3 separate regions of the Sus scrofa genome follow, and all the other regions are linked to region 2. Evidence: chromatin contacts called from public Hi-C and targeted proximity ligation data. All regions are on one chromosome and are shown on one strand. The core of a region is the stretch at or near the end of the contact, and the rest is flanking DNA. Distances in the headings are between cores, read along the strand shown. Region 1 has its middle 25 kb from the start of LIN7A. Region 2 overlaps ACSS3 (acyl-CoA synthetase short-chain family member 3, mitochondrial). Region 3 holds the start of ACSS3 (acyl-CoA synthetase short-chain family member 3, mitochondrial).

Evidence for each region. A called contact is a pair of places that touch in the nucleus more often than the background predicts.
Region 1: a Hi-C map of liver shows a contact between it and region 2, with 6 times the contacts expected there. A contact is called at or near these places in 3 of 47 Hi-C or Micro-C datasets (heart right ventricle and liver) and 1 of 2 datasets of targeted methods (skeletal muscle).
Region 3: a contact with region 2 is called in a targeted proximity ligation map of skeletal muscle, with 4 times the contacts expected there. A contact is called at or near these places in 1 of 5 promoter capture datasets (liver), 14 of 47 Hi-C or Micro-C datasets (embryonic fibroblasts, epiblast stem cells, fetal heart ventricle and 7 more) and 1 of 2 datasets of targeted methods (skeletal muscle).

The regions. Positions count from the first base shown.
Region 1 is chr5:100,506,583-100,510,236 of Sscrofa11.1, forward strand. No RefSeq gene overlaps it. Among named protein-coding and RNA genes, the nearest start is that of LIN7A, 25 kb to the right of the region's middle.
Region 2 is chr5:100,283,739-100,287,733 of Sscrofa11.1, forward strand. All of the region lies in intron 13 of ACSS3 (acyl-CoA synthetase short-chain family member 3, mitochondrial), which reads right to left. Among named protein-coding and RNA genes, the nearest start is that of ACSS3, 140 kb to the right of the region's middle.
Region 3 is chr5:100,426,781-100,430,536 of Sscrofa11.1, forward strand. It overlaps ACSS3 (acyl-CoA synthetase short-chain family member 3, mitochondrial), which reads right to left and starts at 2,449. Exons shown (of 16, transcript XM_003481763.4): 1 at 1,888-2,449. The coding sequence starts at 2,195. LOC102165555 (a long non-coding RNA gene) reads left to right here and starts at 2,672. Exons shown (of 8, transcript XR_001308922.2): 1 at 2,672-2,804.

The DNA.
Region 1 (3,654 bases), core at 1,084-3,583, 220 kb after region 2:
TTCATCTAAAATCGTCTGTCACCAAAAAGGAGTCCTCTTGGAGAATTAGATAAGCCTTGAGCAGCTCTGTGCATCATCAGTAATTTATGTCCAGGTAAGGATGTAGAGTCCTCCTTTTGCATGCCCAGTTTTGGATACTTTTTCTTAGTAAGGGAAAAGAAGCAAAAGCCGGGAAATTCAGTCTTGACAGGGACTTCTTTAACTCAAGTGTGGGCCGCGGGCCAGGACTCTGATGAATAGAGATAGACTCAGAAACATGTCATGTGGTAAGGGGAAGTTGTCCTCGGCCAGGTGAGACAGGTCTGAAACCAGACCAGGAGGCGCTCTGTGACTGGAAGGCTTCAGGGTTGGGCCTGGACCCACACACTCCAAAAGCAACCTTGTTGTGTTGTAATTATAATTGATTCTGTGAGTTCAATCCCTTCTTTATCTCCAGCCTTCAGTAACATCCAGCCAAGTGGCAGCCTCATATTTAACCTTGTCGTGGAAACTTAAAGAGGGGTCTCTTTTCTGTTTGGGGGAGTCATTCGCGTTAGGCATGGAGAAGAGGGGAGGGGCAGCGTTTTTCCTCATCTAAAGCCAGAAGAGTGACGGCATCAGTGGCTCCAGGGAAGGTAACCAGAAAGAGAGATTACCTATCAGTGAAATGGTTGGTTATTAAAAAAAACAAGGAGGAAGCATGTCAATCAAACGTGGTCAGTACCCGGAGGCAAAGATCGGATCATATGAAATACCTGGGCAGGTGTGTATCTGAAATACTTGGAAAGGAATCCTGGAAAAGACTAGCCTTTTCCTTCGACAAATGAAGCAGAGTCCAGATCACCTGTGCTTGTTGAATTGTAGTACAATAGTTGCAGGTATGAACTCTAGAGTTATAATGCCTGGGTTCAAGTCCTAATCCTACCTTTTAATAGCTATATGAATTTGATATTACCTAGCTTCTTTTTGTCTCAGTTTCCTTATCAGTGAAGTAGGTATAAAGCATACCAATTACACAGGTTTGCTATGAACACTAAATAAATATATATATATATATATATATCTGAAAACAGGTAAAATGGTGCCCATTATATTGTATGTTTTTAGAAATTTTTCTCTTGTCATAAGCTTTGTTCTTGCCTTCATTCATTCACTTTTGAATTGTAGAAGTGGTAGCCTGTGAACTACATTTGCCTTTCTTGTTGGGTTCAGAATTTTGGAAATAAAGAACAAGAGAGACGCCATCTTTCCTTCCTACGGAGATGCCTTCAGTAGAAGCGGTAGCGGCTCCTTCGGTGGGAGTGTGGCTCCTGGGTATCCACTCAGCTGCAGTAATAGCAGGGACATAGCCTTCATCAGAGTAGTGGCCAGACAAAGCTTCAGCCCAGGAATAGTGCCGGCTTTGGATCAAAGGACAAAGCACTGTACCCTTGGGTTCACCAGCTTTTCTAATAATTTTTAAACTAATTCCATGCATCAAATTTCTTTACACTTGAAATATCTAGAGTGGTTTCTCTGTTTTTTTTTTCTGACTGATGGGCACAGTTATTAATATTTTATTTATTATTTCCATTATTAATATCAATATAGTATCAACATTATTATTAAGTCATTTGAAACATTATCTACAAACCAAAAGTCTGGCAGCACAGCTTTTTAACCAACTTTTCCGAACGACTACTGTAGCCCCTTTTTCTACAGACTTCATTCTTGACCCCGAAGCAGATGTAATGAATAATCAATAGTTACAGGAACTGGTATATACGTTCAATACACCACTGTAGGTTTATACTTATCACTGATCAACAGCCTAGTGGATGGAGAGATGTATGTCCTTTGGCACCAGTCTAAGAAAGATCATATTACCTTGGAGAAACAGATTTTGAATAATTAGAAAAATCTGTAATCAATAATAGAGCTCTTATGTCCGGTATCAAACATATCCAGAAATATTGTGTGATTAACCTTTAATACAGCTGGAAGGAGAGAACATGTACCACACAGGTAACTTTCTTTCATAGCTGAAGAAAATGAAGTTTATTTCCAATAGCTGAACTGCCTTGGTAAGGGAAACTTTGATCAATGGATTATAGAATCATAGAAGGAATTGTGAATATGAGGGCTTAAAACTGGGAAATAACTGGAAAAAAGTAGTCCAGAAAACAAAATTGGTATAGAGGGAAATGGACTTAAAATATTCTAAGAAACCAGCCTGGCTCACCCTTTTCCTTGGTTCTACTGCTTCCCTTACTTTAAGGGTTTAATTCTGTCTTGAAATTGTCATACTGCGCTTTCCTCATTATATTCCTCTGTTAGTCTCTGGGGAAGACCGTTGCTGAATTTGTCATCTCTGTACTCTGGTGTTTGCTGGCAAACAAGAGACTCATTACACAGTTGCGCAACATAGCTGGCCATGAACCCTGTTAGCTGGGAAAATGTCTTTACTTTGAATGACTCTTTCCAACAGCATATTTCAACCTTGGCTAGGTTGATTCTTTATTAATAACCTAATTTATACTATATAACAAGTGACTAAAAGTAAGTAAGATTGATATCCAGGACAGGATATAAACCAGCAACATTGTTACAGTGACACCACTTGAGACGTAGGATTAGTCTAGACGTGAGACTTTCTGGAAGCTGAAAAAAACAAAAACAAAAATCAGAGAACAGCTGGAGTAGAATTTGAAAAAGTATTGACCAGAGCCAGCAGGGCAAAAGGAAAATAACATTGTCTTTGTAACCAGACCACTTGAGCTCAGTCCCAGACTCTTCACTCTAGGGATGAATTCATATCCTATTTATCAGCCTCTCCTTTTCCCGCTCCCTCTGCTTGTCATAAACAGACAGCACACAAGCCACACCTACAGTTTATATTGGAAGTCAGCCCATGATGACCTGCAGGCCAAATTCAGCTGTCAGATAAAGTTTTATTGGAAAGCAGGCACATCCATTTGTTTACGTATTTTCTATGGCTGCTTTTTCATGTGAAAGGCAGTTTAGTAGTTGTGAGAGGTGATATGGCTGCAAATCCTAAAATACATACTTTTTGGCCCACAGCACAAAATGTGTGCTAATTTCTGGCCTTAGATAATAGTAGAAGCTCAAGAATTTTAGTCCCATTTGTTTAGCTAGAAAAAATATGACAGAACATCTAGTGCCTAGATCTTGGTTTCTAATAAAAGGAACCAGGGCTCCTTGGAGAAATGTCTGATACTAGGGCTGAGGCAAGAAATATACAGGATGAGCCTGGAACATCTTATGTAGCCACAAAGTAAAGAAATGCAAAAAATAAAAAAACTAAACAAAAATAGGAGGATATCGACAGGACACAGGAGACAAATGAAGTGCTCTCAATGCCCAAAGGTGGAAATTCTGAGTAAATACATGCATACTTGCATACCTATATATTCTATTGGATTATAGCTCAAAATCTAGAATAAATCTCCATGAATCCATACTAAAACCAAAGGTACCTTGTAAAAGAGAATTACAGGCCAGTATCACTGATGAACAGAGACACAAAAATTCTCAACAAAATACTAGCAAACCAAATCCAAAATATTTTCTAGGCAAAGCCAGAGTGATTCTAAATGTTCTTTTCTATTATATCAGAGGAAACAATCAAAGTCACTGATTTGTGGTTAACTATATCCCTAACAATAATAATAATAA
Region 2 (3,995 bases), core at 658-3,157:
AGGCAGCCCCATCCATAAACAGTGATTTTATTTCTGCCTCTGTCACCGAGCAATAAACAGCACACCTCTTTTTTTTTTGTTTGTTTTTTTGAGTGACCACCCATCACAGACGATTTTCCAAACTGGAGAAGCAGCTAGACGTAGAGTGAAGACCTGACATCAGACAATCACCACTGTTGAGAAACTATTTTCATACTGTTCACTCTAAGCTCTAAATGCCTCAAAGGAGAAACAGATATAGAATCACAAGAACCCACAGAATGGAGTGACCACATGAAATACGGAAGCTTAGGGTTAATTTTTTTTTTTTTTTTTTTTTTGTCCTGTGATGGGACTTTTAAAAATGGTGAGGGAGTTCCTGCTGTGGCTTAGCTGGCTAAGAACCTGACTAGTTTCCATGATGATGTGGGTTCAATCCCCAGCCTCTCTCAGTGGTCTCAGTGGGTAAGCATCCAGTGTTGCCGCAAGCTGCAGCTCACGTCAAAGATGCAGCTCGGATCTGGCGTGGCTGTGGCTGTGGCTGTGGCTGTGGTGTAGACCAGCAGCTGTAGTTCTGATTTGACTCCTAGCCTGGGAACTTCCACATGCCACAGGTGCAGCCTCTCCCCAGCCCCCCCAAAAAAAGGTCAAAGTCCTTTTCTGAGAGATTAATGTATATTTTGGTGGCTGGAGAAGAGAGTGAACGCATGTCACAATCAGCTCGTCTGCCAATCCTTCTTTCTCCTCCCATTCACTAATCCAGCAAACGTTTCCTAAATATCTCTGATTTTCCAACCTCCAGAGTTAATGCTAGGCTGCGTGGTGAGCAAAGACAGGCTGAGTCCTGTCTTGTGGTGCTTACAGCCGGGGAGGGGAGGGGGGTATTAATAAATAACCATGAATAATTATTCTAAATATCTCAATATAACAGTGGTAGAGGCTCTGGGGAAATAACTTGGGTTTTTAACACGAGAGCAAAAGCCATCAACTTGGCAGAAGAACGTGATTCTCAGGGCAGCCTTCCCGGACGAACTGACAACGCGCTCGGGTCTAAAGGGTCTGGAGACAGGGGTGAGGCACGGAGGAGGGCGCAGGCCCCTTGGCAAGACCGGGCCTGTAGTGTTCACATTTAAATGAGAGCAGCAGAGAGCCAGAGAGCCAAGGGGGCAAGAGGAAATGAAGCGGCAGAGGTGGAGAAGGACTATGCCAAGGTGGCACTGGGGAGCTCATAAAGCCCTTTCGAGAGGAAAGGAGGGGATGCGAGATTAGAACGGATGTTTTTAGAGTCGTTTTAGAGTCACAGAAAAACTGAGCAGCAAGGAAGGGGTTCCCATGTATCTCTCTCCCCCACTTACCCACAGCCTCCCCCAACGAGAACCCTCGCCTTAGAGGTACAGTCATGACAACGATGGCCACTGGGACACATCATTATCACCCATCATCCATAGGTGACATGAGACGTCCCTCTCGGTGTTGCATTCTCTCTGGGTCTCATGCCACGTGTCCATGAAGACAGAATTTCACAGAATAGTTGCCCTGCCCTAAAAATCCCCTGTGCTCTGCCTATTCACCCCTGACCTCCTGGGAACTTCTGGCAACCACTGAGTTTTTCTACTATCTCCAAAGTCCTCTGCTGTTACTCTAGCTGGAGTCACACAGTCTGTGGTCGTCACAGATGGCCTCTCTCACTTCAGAATGGACGCGAAACACACAGACGGACTTCGGTTTCACGGTGAAGAATAAACAGAGGGTCAGCGAGGGTGAGTGTCACGGTTTTTGCAGGGAAACCGCTGCCGAGGCTGCCCACAGGGCACTGAGGTTACGGTCGCGGGTATAAAAAGATCACAGTGTTTCTTTAGAGACACACTGAGGAAAACTGGTTAAGCTGGATATGAAGCAAGAAGTCAGAGGGGTTACATGTGACTCTGTGGTTTTTGGCTTGAGCAGCTGGTTGGATGGTGGTATCATTTTCTAAGCCAGAGACCGAGAGTGAGGGCGAGGCTTGCGAGAAACGAGCCTGTATTGAGTTGGAGATACTCCAGGGACGTCTCTCTCAGACATCCAGGTCGAGGCAACTGGATGTGAGAAGAGCCTTAATCTGGAGATCGGAATGCCATTAATGAGGAGAGTAATGGACCTATAGCACGGATGAAATTGTCTGAGGAGAAAGTTGTGAAAAGAAAAGATCAAAGTCAAAGACGACCACATGCAATGACGATATAAGAAAAGAAACGCTAACAGACTCAACTGAAAAGGCACAGTCCTCAGAGAGGGAGGAGAAAAACCAACACAATCAGGGACCTGCTATCAAAAAGCCCAAACTTTCCATCCCAGATGAAAAACTTATTATTATTTTTTTTTAGATGAAGCCAAGCTGAAAATGAGCTTTCTTTTCTCTGACCTCCTAGAAGACTCAGTGACCTGCCAGACATTGGGGTCAAACCCAGTGTCCTACCCCCCAATGCCCCTAACTCAGCATCGCCCCTAATCCTCTAGTCAGCATCAGCCGCAAAGCAATCATTCAGAGCTGCCCTCCGTGCAGCTTTTGGCTCCTACCGTGCTAGGGATAGTGCATGGCCAATAAATGGATACTCTGGTCCTGTATGTGCCACCGGCTTCATTGCCGAGGAGAGGTGTCCAGGCCCTCTTCGCTGAAATTGGGCCTGACTCAAAACCTACGAAACGCATCCTACGCAGACCATAAACCACCACCTTCTCTCCCTGCTTCGGGTCAGCTCTCGGAACGGCGTCCACAGCTCTCCCCTTTTTAAGGTCTTGTTTACGTCTCAGCCCATGTGTGCAGGATGGAGACACACTTTCTTGCCAGAGCTGGGCTTCTGGCAGGGAGGGCTGTCTGTCCATCACGAGCCCACGGCAGAGAACCTGGTCTGCGGCAGGGAGGTCCCAGACTCGGTCAGTCCAATCTTTTAATCCCAACTCAGTCTCCCCTTAGAGTAGGGTAAAAAGCACGTCTCGGTCAGTCCAATCTTTTAATCCCAACTCAGTCCCCTTAGAGTAGGGTAAAAAGCACGTCTCGGTCAGTCCAATCTTTTAATCCCAACTCAGTCTCCCCTTAGAGTAGGGTAAAAAGCACGTGTACACAGCTAACCAGAGGATTAACGGTCAAAGCCCACTCACTAAAGCGTTGTTCACTCGTGCTGTGAGCCGCTATACCTCAATTTTTAAACTGCCAAGGTAGGCGTTCAATATTTACATATCAGAATATTGTGTGACCTATCCAGTGTGACCATAATTTTAACTAACGAAACTGAACATCAGAACTTCTGGTGTGCCATTCTTTCACCTTGCTATTTCAATTTCACCATGTTTGCATCCTGAGCCTTAGTGTTTTTAGAATTTGGTGGGAAAATGCTGGCTGGTTTTCCCTAAGGGCAGAGAGGATTTTAAATCACAAGTAAAATACACAACACAATTCCTTATGATGTCAAAGTTTCAGGAGTTCCCATCGTGGCACAGCGGTTAACGAATCCAACTAGGAACCATGAGGTTGCGGGTTCGATCCCTGGCCTTGCTCAGTGGGTTAAGGATCCGGCGTTGCCGTGAGCTGTGGTGTAGGTCACAGATGCGGCTCAGATCCCGTGTTGCTGTGGCTCTGGTGTAGGCAGGGGCTGCAGCTCCAATTTGATCCCTAGCCTGGGAACCTCCATGTGCTACAGGTGCAGCTAGAAAAGACAAAAAAAAAAAATATCAAAGTTTCCCATTTTTTGCCAAGTGAAAATAAATTCTTAAAAAACTTTGAGACACATCAGTTTTCAGAATGTGCCATCTGTAAATTAGGTTCATTATTATAATGGATAAAACATCATATTAATCTATCAGTGTTAAAAAGATGCCATAAAGGAAGGGAGGCAGTTTTCCATGTTGGCTCCACAACCAATATTTGCATGCCAAGTAATGATTTCAACAACGGAATCGTCGAAAGGAAAGCATCAAAATATGTCTTGGCAACGTAAGAGGGGCAGAAGCCAAGTGAATGTCCTACGAGGGGGAAAAAA
Region 3 (3,756 bases), core at 1,199-3,698, 140 kb after region 2:
TGCCTTAGGTCTGACCCTCCCTGGTTTTTACTTGGAACATCCCAGTGACTTTTTTTTTGCTTTTTAGGGCTGCATCGCAGCATATGGAGGTTCCCAGGCTAAGGGTCCAATCAGAGCTGCGGCCAGCTGACGCAGAGCCACAGCAACATCAGATCTGAGCGGTGTCTGCAACCTACACCTCAGCTCACAGCAACCTGGGATCCTTCCCCTACTGAGCCAGGCCAGGGATGGAACCCGCAACCTCATGGTTCCTAGTGGGATTCATTTCCACTGCACCACCATGGCAACTCCCCCAGTGACTTCTTGAGTTCTCTGCACACAGTTTTATGGGAAGGATAGTACCATACTTTACGACAGATACGTGGGCACATACTTTGGAGAACACATTCGTAGACAAGACAATAATGTGTTTTTTGATCTGAGAAACACTAGGCAGATTTCCTCCATGAAACTGGAAAAGAGCTATTCTTGCTCTAACCTGTGCAGGGTCTATATCATTTGAGACAGTGGTCTTAATCCTTCACCAAGTTAACTGTCTTACTAGTTCCACATTTATATATGAGAAAACTGAAGTACAGAGAGGTTAAGTAACCTGCCTATGAACACACAGCTAGTACCTCCAAGAGTCAAACCTCGAACCCAGAATTCTGGCACCAGAGATCATTCTCTGAACCATTAGGCGTCTCCCCAAGTAGGAACTATGTAGTATTCTCTGGTGCATATCCAGTGTCTGGGTCCCCGCCACACAGGTAAGAAAGGATCAGTTAAACAGTACTGAAAAAACTGAACAGGATGGGGAAATGTGCTTGGGTTCTGAAGGTAAAACCATGTAAACAGCTCCAACCACTCAGGAGAAGATAAGACACGGTGGTGACACAGGACAGGCTCTGGTGGTGACGCTCTTCTCCAAGTTCCCTGTTCCCAACAAGGAGACACTTGTTGAATGCAAGCCTGACCCTGTCATTCCCCCAGCTGGGAACTTGGAAAGGGTTCTGGGAAAGCCCATGTGCTCTTCTGAAAACTTGTACAGGAAACACTGTTCCCTAATGGCTGGCATTTGAGAGTTACCACACTCTTAGGGGCTAGGCACGCCGCCCAAAGGGCAGCCACAACTCCTGAGTTCTAGCCTGAGTGACCCAACCTTAACATACTGGCAAATATGGCATGTATTCTACAATGTATCTCCGTTTGCGCTAATACAGAAAGAATGTTTTTAACTACTTATGACTGCAATTCTAGAATTAAAAAAAAAAAAGTTATTCTGACCACCTGCCTCCAGGTGCATTCCTTCTGGGTGCCCCACACTGCAGCTTCATATATGGGACAGGGCTATGGATCTAACCTGTCCCACAGTGATTCACAAACCACATCGACAGTCAAATTTCAACCTGAGTTCCACCTCCTGGACTTCAATAATTCGGACCTTGTGGACTTTGAGAAAACATATGCATCCTTCCAAACCCAACTTAGGGGCGAGCTTAGTGAAGTCTCTGCTCAACTCTCTTCCTTCCCGCAGTGTGCAGGGACTTCCTAACATGCCCCTAAAGTATCAGTCTGCTTTCGGTTGTTTACGTGGCCGCCCCCTCCCCCCCCGCGAGACTGTGCTGTCCCGGTAACGGGCTCCGGCTTTAGGCCACTTCACGGCGCAGAGCCCAGCCGGGCAGGTAGATCGCGGGTCTACAGGAAGCTGGGCTCCCAACACGTAACCGCGTCTCTCAAGACAAGGCAAGAAAGCTGACTATGGAATTGAAATGAAACCCAAATTAAAAGTTCTCAACACATCTCCGGCCTTACTCTCGTTCCCCAAAGAACTCCAGGTTCACGCGCAGGGGACGCCGAGCCTGGGCGCCCAAGAGAAACGGCGGCGGAGGCGGAGGAGCCACTCACCAACTGGTGGAAGACGAATGTCTGTTCTCCAGCGTTTTGGTCCACGGCTTGTACCAGCTAATCTGCTCCGCGGCTTTGCCCCAGAACCTCTCGGGGTCGGCCACCGAGGCCGCGAAGTGGCGCTTGTACTCGCCGCAGCTCGAGGACAGCACCCGGCAGCCCCGGCCCGCGAGAGCTCCCCGCGGGCCGGGGGCCACGAACGCTCTGCGGGCCAGGCCGGCTCCCCGAGCGGGAGAGGACGCGGGCAGGGCCCCCCCGAGTCCCCCGGCGCCGGTGACTTTGCGACACTGCAACCACGACGGCTTCATCGTCGCTGCCGCCGGCGTCCCCCTGCTTGCAGGCTGCGCTGCCCGCGGTCCCGAGCGCCCTCCTGGGGCGACCCCTGGGGCGCTCGCGACGCTCCGGGGCCCGAGGGGAGCGAGCGGGAAGCGGGGGCAAATTCCGAGGTGTCCCGGAGCCCGGGAGTTTGAAAGTCCCCCTAGAGTCGCCGGGAAAAACCGACCTGGAGCGACGGGGGAAGAAGCCACAGGCTGCCGCGGGCGGGGCGGGGCGGGCGGGGGTCCCGACGTCCCGGGGGCGGGGCCGGGGGCGGGGCGGGCGGGGTCCCGACGCCCCGGGGCGGGGCCGGGGCGGGGCGGGCGGGGTCCCGACGCCCCGGGGGCGGGGCCGGGGCGGGGCGGGCGGGGGTCCCGGCGCCCCGGGGGCGGGGCCGGGGGCGGGGCGGGCGAGGGTCCCGACGCCCCGGGGGCGGGGCCGGGCCGGGGCGGGCGGGGGTCCCGGCGCCCCGGGGGCGGGCCGGGGGCGGGGCGCCGAGCACGGCGCCGCGGGAAACCCAGCCTCCGGCGGCGCCCACGCCGCCCCTCCGCCGGGAACAAACGCCTTCCAATCGAAAGACCGTCTCCCGGGTACCCCTAAAGGTGAGGCCGGCGGACCCACCTCACTCTCAGGTTTACAACAAACCAGTTTCGCGCAGCGCCTCCGGCGGGATCTTTGGAGCGCGAGCGGGTGCCCGCGGCCCGGCCTCTGGCCTGCCGCCGGGAACCACCGAGCTGGGCGCCGCGGCCCGGGCCCCTGCAGTGTCACCTTTTATTTATTATTTTTTACACAATGCTCCATTTAAAAAAACGAGTGGTTCCAGGGCAGGGACTGCTCCAGGATTTCCTGATAGCTGAGAGAGGAGGAGTGAAGGGAGGTTGCCCAACTTATAGTGAAGAGCCGGATGGGAGTGATTGAGAAGCCGTAGGGGAGAGGGAACCCAGTGGGGATGCGAATGCACCTGCGGACTAGACCCCCCACAGGCTCCAGGCAGAAAGCTGAAGACTTGTTGCTTTTCCCTCCCTTCCCATTTGCCTCTTTGGAGTTTTTTTGGCTGTTTTTTGATTGGGGGGGGGGAATGAAGCCAAAAGCAAGAGCAAAGTCAAGATGAAATGAATCCCGAGAGAAAAAGAGGAACCTGAGGAAAATTAAAAGAGATACTCGGTTTAATTACTGTCGCGGTTTAATCTTCTTCAAACTCCTTCACTGGTTTTTTTTACCCCCGTGAGGTTCCGATAGGATCTCGTTTGCTTTCTGTTACACCAAACACACTCTTTTTTTGTGTGATAGTATTTGCACCTGTAAATAAATATGTGCGTTCCGAACTCCGAAGTGAGAAATAATGAACGAGCAGATCCTAGGAAGAGTGTAAACCTGAGAAGCTGTAAACAGATTGTTTTCTGCAGGAAAGAATAATGTGGAGATAAAGGTTAAACAGAACAGAGATAACTCTATTGCAAAACAGAGACTATTTCTTCAAATAATCACTCCAACTAAGAAACAAGGCCCTAGAGGCTTCCGTAACACCTGCAGCCTACTCTCTTCCAAAGGCCT